2 separate regions of the Mus musculus genome follow, and region 1 is linked to region 2. The links are chromatin contacts, called in public HiCAR-type maps. All regions are on one chromosome and are shown on one strand. Each heading gives the region's core, a stretch centred on a gene start, on an enhancer-like site or on the middle of the called end of the contact. The rest is flanking DNA. Distances are from core to core; before and after follow the strand shown.

Region 1 (3,367 bases), core at 237-2,736, 2.2 Mb after region 2:
TCCCTCTCCTCTCTCCCCAAAGAAACACAATGCAGTTTTGTCCCTCAGGCTCCCCGGGGCCACAGTTTTTTAAGATCTGTTTTCACATTCTTTCTCCAAAACACACTGCAGCTCCTTCACCCTCATCACCTACTGTACCTTCAACCTTCTTCTCAAGCCTAAGTCAGATAACTTGCCATGTGGAAGATTCAGTATTCCACTATGCCTCATTTAATAATACACATTTATGGTGGTATAAAGGCAGGTGGTGTTTCATAGAGTGCCAATCAAGAAACACAGAGAAACACCAAATTCCCGGGGAGACAGAAGACATACTGTGATGTCAGAGAAAGGGAAGAAAATATTGCCCCCTAGAGTACCTGTCATTTCGAATGCAATTTTTAATTCTGAAACCATCAGCAGCTCCAATTTCCAGGAAATTAACCAAGCCATTGCTTAAGACCAGGTCAGCTAGGCCCCCTCAGCCTGCACAAACGTTCCTTTATGAAGCCCCACTCCGCTGGGTACAGCCCACTGCAAAGGAGCCCCATTCACTCCAGCTGTGTTAGTTAAGTCAGCTCCGAAAACTCACCTTGCCTTCTTCCAGAAGGAAACACAGCGATCACAGATCTCCTCTCTAAACTCACCTTGAGGGTTCCCCTAGTCTCAGTAAATCTTAGTCCCAAAGTTATAAATAAATTTCTAGTTTCACTTTTAAAAAAAAAAGTTTATTGCCTTTTTTAACTTCCTTTTTTCTCATTCCTAGGATAGAACTTTCTGATAGCAAATAATGTACTTTACACAACACAGCCGTCTCAACCCTCTGTACCACCACGTGGAACCTGTCAGCCCCATCCTTCTCCAACATTAAAGCGATAACCTATTCTCACCTTGGGCTAAATGTATCGCCCTGCACAGTACTGTTAAAGAAACAAAACTGCTAATAACGGATACTCTTACCTGTGGGAGGTCCTTCATCCCATTCGGCCCTCTTAATTCGACTTGCTGTGAATCCTAAGCAGAGATTGACGCCGATGGCAAAAGTGAACAAGGATATTACCTAAGGGGATAAGGAGATCAAGTTGTCAAACACAACTAGATTAGATGCATTCAAAGTGCATGGAAGCAGTTCAGATGACCCTAACAACCCGAATCCTGCCAATTCGGAAAGGCATTCTCAGATGATGTCTGAATTTGAACAAGGAAAAAGAAAAAAGAAAAAAAATCGAATTCAAATGGTAGTGATCGGAGAGATTCGGCACCTCGCTAGTCACCGTACCATCCTCCTACCTGGTATGACCCGAAACAGCCTTGTCTTGCCATGCCGAGGGATTCTTGGAAAACCTCTGCAGGGTGTTCTCTGCTTGCCCTGAATGCTCTGCTTTCGGGGCTCTGCGTTCAGGCTGTTAACTCCAAGCAATCCCACCTGGGAAGTTGACAGGCGCATCTGATTCGTGCAGAGCTCGATTTCATCACAGTTGGTTCACAAATTGCAACTCTGAGCAGAAGAGGCTTAAGGCAACATCCTTCTTGGCCCCACCCCCCGACCGGCCCCTCCCCTTGAACAGACACTTTCATGTGGTATCCTTTGGCAACCGGAGGACTTCTTGTGTAGCTGTGGCCAATAACAGTGCATGTTCGATTTTTTTTTTCTTCCCTCTCAAATACATGGTTTGTCAAAAGAGAAACCAAATGTACTTTATCCGATAAAAATGAATCAGAGCTGCCCAGAATTTCCCATCAGCTCGAAGCGTTTACTATGTAGTTATTTGATGCCCTCAACCCCCCAACTTCAGGGTTTTTTTTTTAAACAAGGGGGGGGGGTACAATTTATAAACCAAACAAATCTCTGTCTTTACCATTTGTTTATTTTTCTGGCAGTTGGAATGACCCTGTATCTATATAAATACATTGTCAGCTACTTCTGATTCCTTGGGAGCTTCACACAATGGGAGCTTCCAAAATTGCAACTCACACGAGAGATAACATTATTTTCCCTTCATGTTGTTAAATTTTACACTAGTAACTTTTATCAAAATACTGGGGCTGCCAGCTTAAGCTGCATAAAGCCCTTCTGAGTATGAGAAACAGACAATATCATTCCAGTCTCTACCCATTCCTGACAAAAGTCAGCTTGTCTGTGGAGTGGGGGTGGGGTAGGACGCAGGCATAAAGGACAGTAGGGGAGGGAGCTTCATTAGCCTTGAATTTAGCTTGAAAGTGGCAATGGCTGCAAGAATTCCTGTCAAATGCGCATCTCCTTTGAAGAGACTGTCCCGGGAGGCTCTTGTGTGTGTTGAAGCTTCTATCCTAAGCAATTTTGCAACTTGGCAACCACACCAAATTTAGAAGCCTCTAAATCGGAAAGTCGTTTCCATATTATATGCCTTTAGGATTCAAATGAGGGGAGGCTTGTTTTTGGCTTTCCCCTACCGGGCCCCTTGACGATCATTCTTGCAGAGCACATATGTGCATACGTAAACAAACAGGAACCTTCCAGGCAGCAACTGCTTAAAGGAAGCCCCCGTGGCTCTGCTCGCATAAAACCCGATAGCACAAAAGCCAAGAGCTTGTTTACGTGGATCGCAGAGTAAGCCTGGGTTTCATTAGAAACTCTAGAATTTAGTAAACAGCTCATTGAAAAGAAGAAGAGACACTGCCAGACACTCAGTGGCTCTTCTAGGATCCTCTTAGCTTTGGACTCTCGCAGAGCGGGCAGGCTATGAATTTATCTACAAGCCTCTTGCTTTAGTCTGTATGCCAAGCTAAACTGATCTGGAGTTCATTATTTAGCAAGGCTTCTAAAAGATGTTAACCCCATGTAAGGTTTTTCTACTATATATTCCATCTCGAGATGCAAATCTGCTGTTCTCAGGGAAATCTGTAAACCAAAAGGAAATCATTGGGTCTGCACTGTTATTTCAGTGTACCCTGCATGCTACAGAGGATCTGAAAACAAATGGCCTCCTTTTCTCTCCAGCCTCCCCAGCCTGTAGGTCCCAGAAACTTGAGACTTTCTCTGACATAGAAACCCATCTCTAAGAAAACCTAGGCTCTCCTTGGAAGGAAAAAAAAATACAGCTCAGAAACTGAAGATCATTTTGTATTTTGTTGTTTTATTTTTATGGAAAGCAAACTAGCTGTGCAGGAGAGAGGGGGCCACAAAGCGTGAGAGCAAGTTGGTCACGTATATCATGATCTGTACAGCACTGGATTACCCATTGATCGAAAAGGATCAAGATGAGCCACTGTTTCTGTGAGCCATTCTGCCAAAGAATTGTATTTTCACCCAGATCACTGTGCATCAGGGACTGGACAAAGCATGCACACATGAGCATGCACACACCTACATACACGTGCATATATACAAATATACACATGCACACAC
Region 2 (3,528 bases), core at 780-3,279:
GAGGCTTTCTTCCATGAAAGATGGAGCTTGAGCATAGGACTTCAAAGCTCATAGTGCCTCATTTTCTCTAGCAAGGCCACGCCTACTCCAACAAAGCCACACCTAATAGTGCCTCTTCCTATGGGCCTAGCATATTCAAACCACCACAGCCACTTTCCCCAAAATTTTTACCTCCCAATCCTCTGAAGCTGTGAATATGTATTACATGACAAGGAGGCTGGAGATTAAAGTAGTAAATAGAACTGAAGTTGCAGGACATCTAACCTTAAAATCAGAAGGTAGCCTGAATTATTTGGGTCATTTTAACACAAACATAAGATCCTTGACTGGAGAAGGGAGAAGCAGAAAAAAAGCAGAGGTAGCACTCACTGTAAGAGAACCTTGAGGGGGAAATGGTTTTGATCTATTTTTTTCCATTCTCATAAATGTTGGTCAAAGACTAATTCCTCTTTTTGTAGCAATGTATGGTGACCTCAAATATGGTAGAAATCCATTTTGAGCTAATAAGGAACTGTAAGACCCAGAATGCATGTAGCCCTTAGAAACTGGAAAAGACAAGATATTGGAAAGTCCCTGGTAGTTTAGAAAAGAACACAGCCATGCCACCACCTTGAAGTTGGTTTGGGTGTCTGAGCTCTAAAAATGTTAGTTTGGGGTAATGCTTTATCAAGGCATTAGGAAAACAACAGAATGAACTGCTTCTTTGAAATTTGATTTTTCTTCCCTCTCTTTGGATATGGCAGAAGCTCCACCATTTATTCAGGTCACAAGTAGGTGCTCTCTTTATTCCTTCTTCTCCAGATGCACCCATCTATAACAACATCAGGTTCTGTAGATTTTCGCTAACAAGTCGCCCACTGAGTCCTTCACTAATTCAGATCATCTGCATCAATAACTTCAAGAGGAGGGAAGCAGCACTCACCATTCACCAGCCTCTCTCCACTGAACAGCCAGTTAAATCTGTCCTGAAGATTTCACGTTTAGATCTGTCTCCTTGAAACACTTCTATGATGTGCTTTGTCGCTCAGTCAGAGTGTCCTTACATGGTTTTAGATCCTCCATTGTTTACCTGTCTTCTATCATATTTCCCAATACTCACCATAATAAAAGCATTCCCTCAAGTGTTGGTGATGGCTTCTGGGTCTCCAAAGCTACAATTTGGGTGTAATTAGTGCTCCATTTTCATCTATTTTTAAGACCCAGATTTACTCCCTTCATCTTGTACAAGGTCCACTAAAGAGCACCCTGACGTCAGGACCTTGGGCTCTCATCCTAACACAGTCATCACAGTAATTAATGTTTATTCTCTATGAGGGCAGCTTCTACTGAACTTTTTACTATGCTATTTCTATCCTGGGCACAGCATAGTTAGGAATAGTTAGCACAGTCAAGTTAGGAGTAACTGTAATATATTGCTATATTTACATTACCATTAATGTCTTACTGTGTCTAATTTACATATTAATATTTTGTAGACATGTATGGGAAATGCAGAGAAGTATCTGGGGCTGCAATTTCAGATGTACATTGGGGAGGGATTATTACTGGAGTTTCACAATCAGAAAGTAGTGCATGTCTACAGGTGTATTACTTAGAGGAACTTGGAAAATACTCAAACAGGGAACAAAAGCAATCCTGGTGGTGGGTTTCTTGTTACCCAGAAGCGTACAAGAACAGAAATCATGTTTTCTGACTTTGAACAGAAGATTGCCAGTGCAACAACTAGTTCAAGCCCTCTGAACCTGCATCCTATCTGTAATTAGACATGTCTCATAGGTTTGTTATGAGAAAGAATGCTCTGCAAGAACCCAACAGAAGCAGAGAACCAGCCAGACACACAACTTAGGGCACAGACAGAACTCTGGGAAAGCCCACCCCATCTATCACTGGTACCGCCCCCTGGGCAGAACTCTACTTCTGATTGGGTAATTTCCTGTCTGTCTTACCGTTCCCAACTGCGGAGCCCAATCGCGTCAGGCTCCGCGAGGCGCCAGTCTTCCGGTACAGCGCTTGCATCGCGGCGGGCGGAAGTGGCGCCGCTTTTTTGAAATCGGCCGAGTGGGCTCGCGCCGGACCCGAGCCGCCGGGGGTGCCATGTCCACCCCTCCGCTGGCGCCCACGGGCATGGCGTCCGGGCCCTTCGGCGGCCCGCAGGCTCAGCAGGCCGCGCGCGAGGTCAACACGGCCACGCTGTGCCGCATCGGGCAGGAGACCGTGCAGGACATCGTGTACCGCACCATGGAGATCTTCCAGCTGCTCAGGAACATGCAGGTGGGCGCCTGGGGTGACAGAGCTGGTGAAAGCGGGCCTCCGCGGGCGACCTCAGGGTGGCCGGGTCGCCTCTACACCCCAGGTCCTCAGCGTGTATCCCCTTGCCCTGAGAGGCCGCAGGTGTGGAGGTCCCACCTCCTCCTTACCCCATACCTGGAAGACCTCAGGCTGGCCATCCTGCTTTACACCCTTGGTTCCCAGTATGTGTCTGTCTCACGCCCTGGAAAACCCTCAGGCATGGACACACCCCCTTATACCCAAAGTCCCCACCGTGCATCTATCTCTTGCTCAGGGTTACGACGGGTGGACACCCCGTTATGCCAATGTCCCCAGCATGAGTCTGCCATCTGACATGAGCGATTCCAGACATGGTCACCCCTATTTTCCCCAGAACTGTTACCCAGCATGCGTCTCTCCCCCACCCCAGGCGACTCCTATACTAGCTATGCTCATTACCGCTAGAAGTGTCACAAGCATATCTGTCCCCCAACCCCATCGTGCTTTTCAAAGTTCAAATGGATCACGCTGTACTTGCTTTTTAAAATTACTTTAAAAATTTTAGAGCAAAATTTCTCCTGAAGGAGATGCCCCGAAGCTGAAGAATTCAGACAATAGTGTAACCCCTTTCTAGACTTAACTAGACTACAGTAAGCTGTGCAAATGTAAAGTTATGGCATATGTTTAGGAATATACTTGTGACCTTATCATAGTTGCAAGAGTGAAAACAAGTGTTATCCAAGAAGTTTCCTTGCATCCCGTGGCATGTTTGCCTCCATCCCCAGGGAGCCAGTGTTAGTGTTTTTCCAGTTGTATGTGATAAGAATCACATAGCATGTGAGCTCTATTGGTCCAGGTTCTTTCAGCATATACTTATGTTATTTTTTTCTCTTGCTAATTTGTTGAGTGACTACGTGGCAGCCTTTGCATTCGTTCATCTGTATGAACGAATTTGTAAATAATGACAAAAATTTTTTAATGGATTTTTTTGTATGGGAATGTGTTTCAGTTGATTTCAGAGTGGAATAGCTGAATTATGTATGTATGTGTGTGTGTGTGTGTGTGTGTAATTTTTTTAATGTGTCTGATCTATTTGAATCTCCATCTCTGAGGGTCCTTGTTTACCTCTGCTTTATCGTCATTTGTTACTGTTGTCTCTCTTTACTTTCCCAGGTACTTAAGTCGGCCACTCATTTCTTTTCTTCTTGAGGAGCAGAGGGTTTATCATTTTGAGGGCATCCTACTTGTTGATTTGTTCAT

What was found. HiCAR-type assays count read pairs that join an accessible place to other places.
Region 1: a contact with region 2 is called in a HiCAR-type map of astrocytes, with 4 times the contacts expected there. The contact joins the promoter of Enpp2 here to the promoter of Med30 in region 2. A contact is called at or near these places in 1 of 39 promoter capture datasets (hippocampal neurons) and 1 of 115 datasets of contacts at active chromatin or transcription factors (astrocytes).

What each region holds. Positions count from the first base shown.
Region 1 is chr15:54,918,660-54,922,026 of GRCm38.p6, forward strand. It overlaps Enpp2 (ectonucleotide pyrophosphatase/phosphodiesterase 2), which reads right to left and starts at 1,487. Exons shown (of 25, transcript NM_015744.4): 1 at 1,270-1,487; 2 at 940-1,039. The coding sequence starts at 1,302.
Region 2 is chr15:52,710,416-52,713,943 of GRCm38.p6, forward strand. Med30 (mediator complex subunit 30) reads left to right here and starts at 2,030. Exons shown (of 4, transcript NM_027212.2): 1 at 2,030-2,271. The coding sequence starts at 2,095.